Regions from separate parts of the Mus musculus genome. Here all the other regions are linked to region 3. The links are chromatin contacts, called in public Hi-C and Micro-C maps. All regions are on one chromosome and are shown on one strand. Each heading gives the region's core, a stretch centred on a gene start, on an enhancer-like site or on the middle of the called end of the contact. The rest is flanking DNA. Distances are from core to core; before and after follow the strand shown.

The links. Hi-C and Micro-C count contacts between places; a contact is called where the count stands out from the background.
Region 1: a Micro-C map of embryonic stem cells shows a contact between it and region 3, with 3 times the contacts expected there. The contact joins the promoter of Hes5 here to the enhancer-like site in region 3. A contact is called at or near these places in 1 of 484 Hi-C or Micro-C datasets (embryonic stem cells), 1 of 115 datasets of contacts at active chromatin or transcription factors (memory CD8 T cells) and 2 of 9 other capture datasets (adipose tissue and liver).
Region 2: a Hi-C map of cerebral cortex shows a contact between it and region 3, with 2.6 times the contacts expected there. The contact joins two enhancer-like sites. A contact is called at or near these places in 2 of 484 Hi-C or Micro-C datasets (cerebral cortex and nephron progenitors), 3 of 115 datasets of contacts at active chromatin or transcription factors (embryonic stem cells and memory CD8 T cells) and 1 of 9 other capture datasets (liver).

The regions. Positions count from the first base shown.
Region 1 is chr4:154,958,403-154,962,634 of GRCm38.p6, reverse strand. It overlaps Hes5 (hes family bHLH transcription factor 5), which reads right to left and starts at 1,712. Exons shown (of 3, transcript NM_010419.4): 1 at 1,586-1,712; 2 at 1,334-1,499; 3 at 264-1,243. The coding sequence starts at 1,639. The coding sequence ends at 960.
Region 2 is chr4:155,305,990-155,310,223 of GRCm38.p6, reverse strand. The region is part of intron 4 of Prkcz (protein kinase C, zeta); the gene reads left to right. Among named protein-coding and RNA genes, the nearest start is that of Prkcz, 53 kb to the left of the region's middle. Within about 2 kb of position 1,928, at least 100 of the 459 cell types and tissues checked have an H3K27ac peak or open chromatin away from gene starts, as enhancers often do. A contact at or near this core is called in cerebral cortex, where this site is marked.
Region 3 is chr4:155,171,669-155,176,122 of GRCm38.p6, reverse strand. The region is part of intron 1 of Ski (ski sarcoma viral oncogene homolog (avian)); the gene reads left to right. Among named protein-coding and RNA genes, the nearest start is that of Ski, 49 kb to the left of the region's middle. Within about 2 kb of position 2,447, at least 254 of the 459 cell types and tissues checked have an H3K27ac peak or open chromatin away from gene starts, as enhancers often do. A contact at or near this core is called in adipose tissue, cerebral cortex and embryonic stem cells, where this site is marked.

The sequences.
Region 1 (4,232 bases), core at 463-2,962, 210 kb after region 3:
CTCTTCCCCTACCCTGACCTGGGAGCTAGCAGAAACCCCCAGCGGCCACCCAGGTCTTGTTCACCATGAGAGCAACAACAGCTCTGTATGCCCCTCTCCTCTCCACCTCCTGCCCTCCCTTTTTCCTCTATGGCAGAGGACCACCAGCAAGCACTCCTCCTGATCCCGGTTTCACTGTGAACATGGTAGATCCCACTGTTCCACCTCCGGTCACCGGGCAGGCTGCCCCTAGGCTGCTAAGGACAGACGAGAGGCACAGACATGGAGGGCTTGATATTTTATTAGAAGCCTTCAGAACAGCCTGTGTTCTCCCACATGACCAAGAGTTCAAATTCTAAGTACAAAATCGTGCCCACATGCACCCACCCATACAAAGGAATCCTTTAAGGATCATCGTGGAGACCCCACCCTCCCAGACAGCCCACTGTGAGCGCGCATCAGACAGCCAAGGCCATGTGGACCTTGAGGTGAGGCCCCATGGGCCCTACGCCCACGCAGGCTGAGTGCTTTCCTATGAGGAAACACCTGCAGTTCCGCCTTCACAAAAGGCAAATGTGCCCAGGGCACAGCCCGCCTGCAGGGTGCTTGCCCAGCAGCAACGGGCCCTGAAGAAAGTCCTCTACGGGCTGGGGTGAGCCAACCCCCGACTCTACAAATATCATAGAACCCCCGGTGGTGACCAGGAACTTCGCAGAAGTCACTTGCTGAAATGCAAACACAAAACAACCCCACGGGGTCGGACGGGCGGCAGAGGGTGGGCCCTGATTATCCCCAAATGACAACTCTGCACACACATTCTCTAAGAATGACCCTCCTGCTGGCCAGCCAGCCGGAGGAGGGAGCCTTCGGAAGAAGGTAGCGGCCAACCTGGGGCTGAACTGCGGCTGGGGAATGTCTTCCCACATCCAGAGGAACGAGCTCATCCTCTGGTCCGCTCCAGGCACCGGTCGGCCGCTGGGTCACCAGGGCCGCCAGAGGCCGCAGGCGGGTTGGCGCGAGGTGGAGACCGCAGCAGCAGCAGCCTTAGCGGAGGAGCGGGCCGGTTGGGGCGCAGCTCCGGGCGCCGGGGGCTCCTTGGCAGGAGCGGCGGGAGCTGGGGGCCGCTGGAAGTGGTAAAGCAGCTTCATCTGCGTGTCGCTGGCGGCGTGCAGGGTCAGGAACTGTACCGCCTCCTGCAGGCACCAGGAGTAGCCCTCGCTGTAGTCCTGGTGCAGGCTCTTGGGGCCGGCGGCCGCGGCGAAGGCTGTGGGGAGACGAAGCGGCATGAGTGGGGCGCGCGCGGTGGGAGCCACATCGGCCGGGAGCAGGAGGCGGGCGCAGGCGCCGGGCTCACCTTTGCTGTGTTTCAGGTAGCTGACGGCCATCTCCAGGATGTCGGCCTTCTCCAGCTTGGAGTTGGGCTGGTGCCGCGCGAACTCCTGCTCCAGCAGCAGCTTCAGCTGCTCTATGCTGCTGTTGATGCGGTCCCGACGCATCTTCTCCACCACCGGCTTCCGCAGCTGCGGGAGGAGAGGCGTCAGGTGGGCGGCGGACGCCGGAGGCCCCGGGGGAACCGGACGGCGCGCGCCGGGCGAGTTGCACTTACTCGGTTTTTCTCCTTGGGACTGAGCATCTCCACCGCCACGGTACTTGGGGCCATGCCTGGAGCTCTGGAGGCGATTAGCGAGCGGAGCGGAGCGGAGCGGACAGAGCCAGGCGTCCCGGACTGGCGCGACCTGGACCCCAGCACGCCAGCCCTATATAGGCGCGGGCAGCGGCCCGGCGCCTGGGGTCCGGGCGCCGCGGCCGTTCCCACACTCGGCGGCCAATGGCGGCGCCGGCCGCACAAAGGCGCCGGCCCATTAGCGCACGCTAAATTGCCTGTGAATTGGCGCGGGCACAATGGTCGCTCCCCGAGGAGCAGGTGGGCCGCGCGGCACAATGTCCGGGCTGTGGGAACGCGCTCGCCCTCATTAGCATCCCGGGGCCTGATGCTGAGAGCCCCGCGCCTCAATATGCTGCCTTTTCCCAGGCCGCGGGGAGGTGGGGAGGGCAGGAAGGAGTGCTCTCCCCCCCCCTTCTCTCCCTTCTTCCCTCCCACTCCCCAGAGGCTCCCCACCGCTGGCTGGCAGAGGCCACAGGCGCAGAGAAATGAGAGTTTTACAATGAACAGACAGCGACTTCCAGAGGAGTGGGCACCCTCCCCAGCTGGGACCTGTTGCCCACAGGCACAGTGGGTTAAAGTGGGCCACATTCTCTCAAACAGATGCTGCCGCCATGCCATTCGCAGGTACAGGATGAGAGAGGGACTCATGTATTTAGAATTTAGGCGCTTTATTGCCAGTTCTGTCAGTTGAGAGGAGTGACTTCTCCGCAGCTAGAAATGGCCACGCGCGGAGCCTGCCAAGCGTACTTCTAGGCTAGCTGAATTTGCTTTGGATAATGCCTAGCACAAAGCCCCATACCTAGGAAGCCCTCAGGAACCCCTGAACCCACAGGGTATCTGGACTGCTCTTGTGTCACCAGGTGCCACATGCATCTCTGAAACAGGAGGACCGTGCCTCCTTCATGCTGTCCGTGATCACTACTCCCGCGTGGCTTTTAGGAAACCATGGCTGCCCTTAACTCCTCTCATGACATCCCCCTCAGCTCGTGCGGGCGCGCGCGTGCATGCCTCTGTGTGTGTGTTCCAGTTTCATTCAGCATTTTGTGTTGGCAGGTAGAAGGTGGGAGACCTAAAAATAAGCCCCCATATGAATGCTGTGCCAGTGTGGATGGGCCTCTTTGTAAGAACTGATAACCGTGGTTCCTAACCAGGTGACCTTACTAGTCACACCCTAGACACCTAGGGGATGGCCATGTAGGAGCGTCCCTCCATCTGGAACCTGTACTATTTCCCCAATACTCTGCAGGGGCTGAGGGAGGAGATAAGGCCCCGTGCTTCCTCCTAGGGTCAACCTAAGACCTAGCCAGGCCCAAACCAGGAGGCTGGCATCAGAGCACAATAGCCAGTGTGGAATGAAACCAGGTTCTCTGGATGGATGTCAGCCATGTCTGAGCTCAGGAACTGAAGGGCCTTCACAGTGCCCACTAGGGAAACGCCCTCCTGCTATGGTAGTGACCCACTGCTGTAAATGATCTATTCCGAAGGTCTTGCTCCAGAAGCTCTTAGCACAAGGGGTTGTTGGGTTACCATGGATGGAAGCATCTGGGACAGAGGGGAAGGCTTGGCTTTGAGGCAGCACAGGATGGTCTGTCCAGTGCAAGATATAAGTGCAGAATTCACCTCCCTTAGTCCCTGCCACAACCCTCACCCGAGCTCTGACAGAGGTACCCTGTAAGTGCAGAAGGGAGGCTCGGGGCTGTATGTCTGGGCTTCTGCTTCTACAGCCCTGAGATCTAGCAGTGGTTGGCACTGTGTGGTGGTCAAGCAGCCCCCTCAAACTACAAGGAAGAGGAGTCTGGTGGTTCTCAGTGAAATCTTGTTTGCAGCCAACAAGAAGTTCACACCACATGGTAGTCAAATTTAGCCATGTCGTGGATCTCGGACTCCTGGGAGTGGGGAGGGCAGGAAAATCTGGTCACCTGTGTGCCTGTCCTGTATGCCCTGCAGGAAGGGCTCAGGAGCCTGATTAGGCATTCAAAGGTCCTAGGGAATACAAACAGACCAGGGAGGGCGTGAAGCCCACCAACCGGAAACAGAGTCTGAGTCTATATGCTCTGACCATTGCTCCTGGCTGCTGGCAGCAAGGACCCAAGACTGTACCTGGATATGGGGGTCATCTAGGCACAGACTTGCTTCCCAACACTCTGGTGGGAACAGTTGGCTAAGGCTTGTGTTCTGTACTTCCAGTAAGTACCTTCCCCTGAGCCAGCTCCTCACCCAAATGAGACGCGTGCCAGGAGATATGGTCCAACCTCCATCCCACCCCAACCTCCCGCCCACCCGCGGTGGGTTAGGAGAGCCGGCCTTCCAGAGGTGAGGGTGGTGGGTGGGCCATGGGGAGGGCCACCCCCTCCCCTGCCCCTCCTCAACCCCCTCCCCCTCCCTCTCCCCCTAGCAGCTTTGATCCAATTTTCAGTTGTGGGAAATATGAAATGAATGGTGTTAAATCCCAGCCGGATGAAAGGCTGGTTGCCTCCCCGAGTGCGGGCCAGATGGCAGCCCAGGCGGCCTCTGAGGCACACGCCTGGCCTTTGTGGGCCGTTTAACACTGTGAATGGGGCCAAAGTGTGGGAAACTCTCTGGGCTC
Region 2 (4,234 bases), core at 679-3,178, 130 kb before region 3:
TGGTGAGATGGCTCAGTGGGTAAGAGCACCCGACTGCTCTTCCGAAGGTCAGGAGTTCAAATCCCAGCAACCACATGGTGGCTCACAACCATCCGTAACGAGATCTGACTCCCTCTTCTGGAATGTCTGAGGACAGCTACAGTGTACTTACAATAAATAAATAAATAAATCGTTTAAAAAAAAAAAAAGAACAGCTATTGAGGTTGCTGTGTGTGTGGTGGTGAAGGGAAACTTACTGTCTGTATAGTCTATTTTGGGGGATTTTTTTTCTAGCTCCCCTCCACCTACTGTCTATATAGTTTATTTTGGGGATTTTTCTCTAACTCCCACCACCCGGACATCCAAATCTGCAGGTGCTCAGGTCCCATGTATGAGACACCACAGTATTTTCACATAATCTTTCCATAACCTCCCATGGACTGCACCTATGCGCCCCCACAGCCCCTCCAGCGTGCTCCGTCTCACCTCGCCTAGCTGTGACAATTTTCCCTCTGCCTGAAATACCCTTGTTAGTGATTTTTTTTTTTTCCAAAACCGCAGATTTGCTGACAAGTAGTTATCCGGGCTTTGTTTGTGCAGTGTGCGTTTCCAGTTCAGTTTAGGCTCCCGTTATGCAGCCTTTTCTCACCCAGCTTTGAATCCCTACCTGAGTTTGCTGAGTCAGGTGTGCCAAACATATTTCAACCTACAGTATCTTCAGAGAGAGAGGTCATGAGGCTTTGGAGGTGATGTGGGTAATGTAAGGAGGTTGGCGTCCCTACCAAGAGAGACCTTGAGAGGCTGTGCTCATCTAACACCCCACTATGAAGGACATAGGTGCAGTCATCCCCAAGCCAGGGACAGGCCTCACCTGAACTCAACCCAGCTCCAGGTAGCCTCTGGAGCTATCTGAGGAAGAGTGTCTGTTGTGGAAGAAAGCGGCCTTTGGTGCCCACATGGTAGAGACAGATCTCTACATCCATCTCTTGTCTTAGTTACCTGAGCTGCTGTTCCTGTCTCCAGTCAGATATCCAAGCACTGAGCCCCAGCCCATGTTTTCCATATAGGCCCTAAAGAATCAGGAAGGCCCAGCCTGCCCCCACGGTCACTTTCCTCCAGTGTGGCTTTGGTTTCTCCAGCTTTCCTCACTCACCCTTGGCTGGAGGCTTAGACTGGTAGAAGCCACACGTTTCCCTTCCGTGGTTCTCCACAGCAAGTTACATTCATAGCATGCCTCCAATCGAGCTCTCGATAGTAGCCTCTGTGCCCTGTGTTCTGTCCATTGCTGGCTTCGTCGAGTCCTGCAGATTCTAGCTCCTGAGCTCTAGCCTTGGCCCTCAGATCTAAGGACTTAATCCAGTCCACTGACCGTGGGGGAGGTGGGCAGTGATCCACTTGCTGTGTGCGCGTTTCCTCCATCGACAGGAGCCGTACTTAGCACGAGTCCATGGCAACTGAATTACTTGGAAGTTGATGTCTTCCCATTAAATCAATAAAAAGAAAACTACTGGTCAACCTTCCAGCTGGCCCTCTCAATTTGTATCATAGTGTACTTGAGTCTTTGCATCAACTAGTGCAATGGTTGGCATGTGCTGGACTTTTTCCAGGTCTCCCAGGGCCATTCTTCTTAATGTTTACTGGTCAGGAAAGGATTCTTGGTCTCCTAGGGTTCCTGGGGCTCCTGGGACCCATAGGCAGCCCCTCTTCCACAGCCCTGTCTGTTTCTGGTAGATAAAGGGATAGCATCAAGTTTATGCATCCCCAGAACCTGTGTGGCCACTGTTACATAGCAAGCTGTCAGGTCCCTTAGTCCTCCTCTGCCTGCCTGCCTTCTGATCCTGTTCTCTGTGAGAGGCTCAGGCACGGGCAGAGAGAGAGACTGTGTGAGGTTTGTCCGGGCACCTTCAGAAACCCTGTTAAGGCGTTTCATCCAGCAGAGGGCCCCCGAGATCCAGCCAGAGCATCGCTGTCCACGTGGACAGTTTTCCCTCCGGAAAGAGCTGCCCCTGCCTCACACCAGTGTGAGTCTTTCTCTTTCCTTCCCTGGGAACCACGGAGCAGCTGTTGTGGGATTTATTTCACCGCTCCCCCAGATGGCAGCACAGCTTCCCGTAGGCTTCACTGTAGTACTTCACAGAGCCTGTCTGCCGTGTCTGGCTGCTGGGGAGGATCTGGTATCTTCCTGCCCACCTGAGACCCAGGAACCTCAGTGCCTGGTTTCCATCAGAGGTCACGGGTCCTGTATGTGCTCACCAGGCACCTGAGAAACAAGCTCCAAGCCCCTTGTCCTTTTCCCTGTGACACAAAGTACCTCACAGATTTTCGTGTGTGACACGGCCGTTGAACCCAGGAGTGAGGGTACTGATGACGTTTCGGTGTTGTGATGGATAGATGCAGATGGCACTGATGGGTGGTGGTTGTAGCTGGCCATGAGCAGTAGCCACAAGGTGACCCAGACTTACCCTGCCTCCTTTTGGTCCCACTCAGTGTGTGAGCATCCAAGGTGACCCACCACAGCCTAACCAGCAGTCAGAGTGTGTCTGTCTGTCTGCCTGTCTCTCTCTCCTTGTCTCTCTGTCTCTCTCTGTCTCTCCCTGTCTCTCTGTCTCTGTCTCTCTCTTGTCACTGATATCACTAGAATACATTTCTGTTGCTTAGTATAGGTATTAAATGAACAATCTCAAGGCTGGAGTAGGTGGGACTACCAGGACCTGTGCCCATGGAATAGACAGTAAGCACACACTCCCAGGAAGGGGCCTCTTTCCTGTGTTCTGCCCAAAAAGGAAGTTGAGGCTAGAAGTCTGACTCCCAATAGGAACTGACCAGCCCGGGTTCAGTTTGTTTCTTAGCCTTTTGAATGTTTTCCATAGCACATATCAGTTGTACATAGTAATGGACTTCACTACAACGCTTTCAAACACGTGCATAGTGTATTCTGTGCATGCCGTTCCCCCTGTTTCTGTTTCCCTCTCTTCCTCTGTTTTGGTTTGTTTTAGATGAAGTCTTGCTATGCAGGCCAGGCTGACCTTGGACTGGTGGCAGTCCTCCTGTCTCAGCTAATGAAGTGTCGGGGTCGTGGGTGTGAGCCACCACGCCTGGCTTCACATCTTATCTTCCTCCTCACACCGGTATCTGGGTCCCTTTACTACGGTTGGCCGGCGTGACCTGGGTGAATCCCCACTGAGGCTCATGCATCGCACCAGGGACACTGTCTCATGGCCAGTTTTCCCCCTACCCCACCCCCACCCCCGTCTTCCTCTGAGCAGCAGCAGTGTGTGAGCTTCTCACACATCTCTGATGCACCAAGGATGCCCCCTGCAGACAAGGGGACTGGGGCTTCTCCTCTGTTTGGCTGTCTCTTTGCTGCATGTTTTTCTACATCCTCTGGTGTGTTGTGGTTGCAGAGGGACACACCCAGGGCACAGAACGGGGCAGCTGAAAGGGTGGAAAACCCACGTGGGAACCTTGCCTGCTCCCCTTGCTCACAAACAGCCCGTCTCCCACGCGGCCATAGCTTCCCACGGTTGCAGTTCCCGTACCTCTCTACCCAGGCCTGTTTCTATGATTTCCCTGTTATTCTTCATTTACCTTCGAAAGCATGACATGTGTAAGCCTTACTTTCATCTGGAAGATGGATCAGTGTTGAGAAGCAGGAAGTTTGAGATGGGATGGGAAAGTCCCTAAGGGCAGGAGGTGAGCGCACACTCAGATGGCGTCGTCCTACCCTACCCCGGCCTTCCTACCTTCCACCCTCACTGCTGCCCCACCCCACCCCCCACCCCGACTCCTGGGATGGTGTCTGTGTTACAGACTTAAGGCTGAATGAAACGCCCTGAAGTGTGGCAAAGGAAGAACTGGGACACAATCATGCCATAACTGTACGGCATCTGAAATCCTGGGATAAGCGTGTGTGTGTGTGTGTGTGTGTGTGTGTGTGTGTTTGTGTTGGAGAAAGAGAAACAGAATCCTGGCAAAACCATCGTGACCCTAAGCCTTAGAAGTGCCAGTGTCCATTCTAACCTGGGGAACCCCTGACCCCAGGACATTTGGCTGTCTCTTTCCTGCATGTTTTTCTACATCCTCTTTTGTGTTGTCCTATGCTCCGTGGACCCTCTTTGGTCCTCAGGAACCTAACCGGATTGTTGCCTTTGCTAGCCACTGGCCTGGGAATGCCACCAAGGGTACTGGGCTCTCCAGGAGACTTCATTGCTAGCACATGGGCCACCCTTTGGCACATTACACAGTACGTTATACA
Region 3 (4,454 bases), core at 1,198-3,697:
AGTCTTTTGGCTGACATCCCCCCACACCCCCCAGCTATCTCTTTCCACAGGAGCACCTTGCCAGGGAGTCTCATGGGACCACCAGTGCAGAGGTCAGGCCACGTCTTTTTGAGAGCTTCTCTGGTACTTGCGGATATATGCTCAGCTATGGATAACTGTTCCCGCAGGTTCCCTTCTTACAGGGTCTTTAGCTATATCCTTAATAAATGACTTTCCTGGATAGCTGGACCTCCCCTGAGTCGGGCACATCAGTCCTCAGCCCTAGTGCATCGTCACACTGCCTCGAGTGCCATTTCTGTAAAGGGCTAGAGACATGATTCAGTGGCTAAGAGCATTTACTGCTCTTGGAGAGGACCTTGGTTCAGTTCCCAGCTCCAACAACCATCCCTAAATCCAGTGTCAGGTGACCCAAAGCATGTTCTGACCTCTGCAGCAGGCATGCACATGGTACACATGTTCTGACCACTGCAGCAGGCACGCACATGGTACACACATAACATGAAGTGAGTAAATCAAACTTGGGGTGGGAGTTTAGTAGGATTTATTTTATGTGCCTGGACCTTTTAAAGGACCCTGTGCCCTTCAGTGTTAGTTGCCTCTTGGAGTTCTGGGACTAGGAGAGAATATAAAAGCCAGCGGAAGCTGAGAGCTGGGGAGTAGAATTCAGGAGTGGCATTGAAGTAGTTCCAGGAGACAGAAGAGTGGGGGGTGGGCGGGCAGTTGGTGACAGGAGAAGCTGAGCTGAGCTGGGCCAGAGAACATATTGTTAGGAGACGTGAGAAGAGAGTATGGAGAATATAAAGGGAAGATCTACAGGAATGGGATTTGAGACAGGCTTTCTCTGTGTGGCCCTGGATGTTATGGAACTCACTTTGTAAACCAACCTAGGCCTGAGCTTAGAGATCCACCTGCCTCTGCCTCCTGAGTGTTGGGATTAAGGGAAAATTGGAAAATTTCCCAGCTCTTGGAAGGCAGAGGCAGGTGGAGCTTTGTGTGTTCCAGCACAGCCAGGGCTATATAGTGAGGCCGACCCCAAACCTACCCCCACCTAAATAGATAGATAGATAGATAGATAGATAGATAGATAGATAGATACGTGCAAGGTAGAGTGTCCCTAAGCTGTGAACGTAACCTATCACCAGCATCTACCTAGGCCTTGTTATTAGAACGATAGGAAAGTTGAGCATAGACTGTACTTTGTATGGATACCTGGTAGGCTGCGGTTGCCCTTCCATTGAGGAGTAAGGAACCTTAGGAGGCCAAGGAACAGAACTAAGTGTCCTCTGAGGTGAAGTGTTGTCCTGAAGAGTCCCTGCCTTCACTCGCCACTGGCACAAAGACCAGGATCCCTTCTGAACCCTAAGATGCTGTGGCTTTGCTCCCTCTTCTGTTCCTTGGCTCACATGAGTTCTAGTTCCTGGAAGGTGGCAGGAAAGCCAGAAGCCCTGGGTCCTAGGGGGCCTGCATGTGGTCCTCAGCAAGCTCTTTCTCCAGCATACCCGTAATTCCTGTGGCTTTGGGATCAACCGAGCTAGCCGTCTTTTCTTTCCACCAGCTGCTGTCTCGCTCTCCTGTCTGCAGCATTTACTGGCTGGCCAGCCTGGGCTATGCATTGTTGTCCATTCCACAGCCCTACAGAAGCGGGGGGGGGGGGGGGGGGGGGACTTGGGGCCTGTGAGAGGAGGGGCAGACTCGCTGTTCACTGGGGCTTGAGATGGGAGGGAACATCTCCCAGCTCAGCAGTGTCCCCCACGTCTCAGGAGAACTAGGGACTTTGCAAAGTCTTACGTGTGACTAACCTTGTCTGTTAGTGTCTGTTAGGATGAGAGTGCATGCTGGGACAGAGCCTGTGAGCTTAGAGGGCAGAGAGAATGACCTAGGGCTGGCAAGTAAGTGGCAGGAGACAGCTGGTTTCAAGATGTAGCTGACAGAACCCCGGGCAGCTCATCGAGGCTCGGGCTGGGTATTGAGTGAGCTGGGTTTAGTGTCGACACTTAAAAGTTCTAAGGACTTGGGTCAGTCTGGTCCTTTCTCAAGCCACGGCTCCTCAGTGCTGCATGTTGTATATGTTTCTGGTTACATGAGATGGGTCAAAACCAGCCTGCCACTTCCAGATGTTAGAGAGGAAGCCGGAATGTGCTGTTAGGGACCAAGTTGGTCAGGCCTTGAGGCCCATTTGCCCTGCTCTGTGCTATTGAGGGCTTGTTGTCGATGTGTAGGGAGTACAGGAGGTGGGAAGGCGAGCCCTCCTGCTGGCCTGCGGAGACTCTGTGATTCTGGTGAGTCCACCTTCCCAGAAGAGCGAACTGCGCCTGCAGTGGCATTCGCCTCCCTCACTTCGTGTCCTCCTCACTGCAGCCTGCAGCCTTTCCTCCAGCCCTAGATGGGAAGGCCTGTTTATCTTGATCAATCTCTGGTGAAGGGGTGGCAGCTGGCCAAGCAGCCATTACAGGCTGCCCCGCCCTTAGCGAGAGTCATCTTGATGGAATGTCTGCTGGGAGCAGCTGAGGGACGCTGGGAAAGAATAGGCCCTTTTGCCCTGCCCCCACCCAGACCAGAGCTCCCAGGCAGGGGCACGCCCACATCGCAGACTGCTGTTGTACCAGTGGCTGGCTGGCTGTCTTTGGGGCTCTGGCCCTTGCATTTTAAGTCTTTTAACAGTTACTTCCCATGTATCATCTAGGGAACATCCTATCTGCTTGGGAGCTAGCTTCATGACTCTCTCCTTCTGAAACAGGTTTGTGAGGAGGCATCAATGCAGTTCCAGAGGGAGCCCTGGAGTTGTGTCCCTACAAAACCAGGATGTATGTTCCAGTAGTGGCTTACTTGGGCCCTCGCTCTTCTCTGCAGGCTTGGCTGGCACGCTAGAGACTTGGCCTTTCCCATCCCATCTCCCCAACCAACCCATGAAAGAAATCCCGTCCCAAGGGTGGGCTCTTGCCGCTTTTTGACAGGTCCAGGTCCATGAAAGGAGCTTATTGTCAGACCCAACTCTCGGGGCTCCTTTTAGAGAGCCGAGGCACTCGCAGATCTCAGCGGGAGCCCGGGAGGGGAAGGATTGCTCAGTGGGTCCTCCCCGGAGGGAGAAAGAAGGCAGGCTCTTGCTGACTCCGTTTCTTTGGAACAGTATTGGGAGAACTAGAGAATGACCTACTTAAGGGAATCAAAGTCAGCCCCCGTAACTGTGCTTGTGCCCCACTGGGGGGCTGGGGCTGCCTTAGGAACCCAGTCTGCCGCCTCGGTAGCACAGTAAGGAGCCAGAAAGTAGGTTAATTTGAGCATGATGAGAGTGTGACTTCGGATGTGTAAAATATTAACGGCGATGGCAAAAATAGAAACTTCTAGAGCTGCGGACTCTCCAGAAAAGACCCGTAGCTCAAGCAGAGCCGGTTCCAGAGTGAGGCAATGTAGGGTTCACCTGTAGAAGACAGAAACCCGCTGTGGAGACCCTAGCTCTGTGTCACCTGTGGGAAGCGTTTGCTTCAACTGTAGTGTTCGGTTCAGGGTTGCCCATGTCTTGGTAGTTTTGCCTAAAGGAGCCCAAGTCCTCACTCCCTCACTGTAAGTCGAGTGACTACATTATTCTGGCTCTGGTCTGCCCTATGAAGGGGGAATGGGACATGATGATTCTCCACTGACTTATTGCTTATTAGTAGGACCTGCTGTGGCTAGACTGGGGTCTGTGGGTTGGCTGTGAGAATTTGGGACTCTGGGCTGCCCCTGGCTGCAATCTGGCCTCTTAACACTAAGGCTACTCCAGTCAGCCCTAGATCATATGGATGTACTCCACAACACATGACTTTTTTTTTTTTTTTTTTAAACCTAGGGCTCACCATTCTCGCTAGACTAGCTGTCCAATGAGCTTCCAGGATCCACCTGTCTCCACCCCACAGCTTTGGGTTTACAGATGCGCGGCACCATGCCCAGCTTTTATGTGGGTGTCAGGCATCCAAACGCAGGTCCTTGTTCTTGAATAGCAAGCACTCTACTCACTGAGCCATCTCCACAGCCCCCGTTGGCTGTCTGACAGGAGCCTTGTGTGAAGTGTAAAGAAAAGAGCTCTGGACCAGGCAGTGGCCAGAGTCAGGCAGGTCCTGGCCATGGGGGAGCCTGCAAGATGCAGCAGTAACCTTGAACCTAGTTGGAGTAGGCTCAGGGCTCAGTGTGGAGTTAGACCTCTTGACTCAGTGGAACAAGGATTATGGACCGTTTGCGTCTGTGTCTGACACTGATCGGATTCTCCTCGTTACATTAAAGAAAGCTTGTGGCAGGGCCCAGTAGAGGGTAGTCAGAGCCGTTGAGCTACAGGCTGGCAGTGGCAAGTCTTGTAATGCTGACTTGGGAGGGCCGTGGAAGACCCACTGACCTACTTTGAAAGAGAGAAGCCAGGAGACAGCACGTCGTAAGCCCAGGGCTTGCCCCATTTTCCTCTGACATTATGGATCCTCTGCACA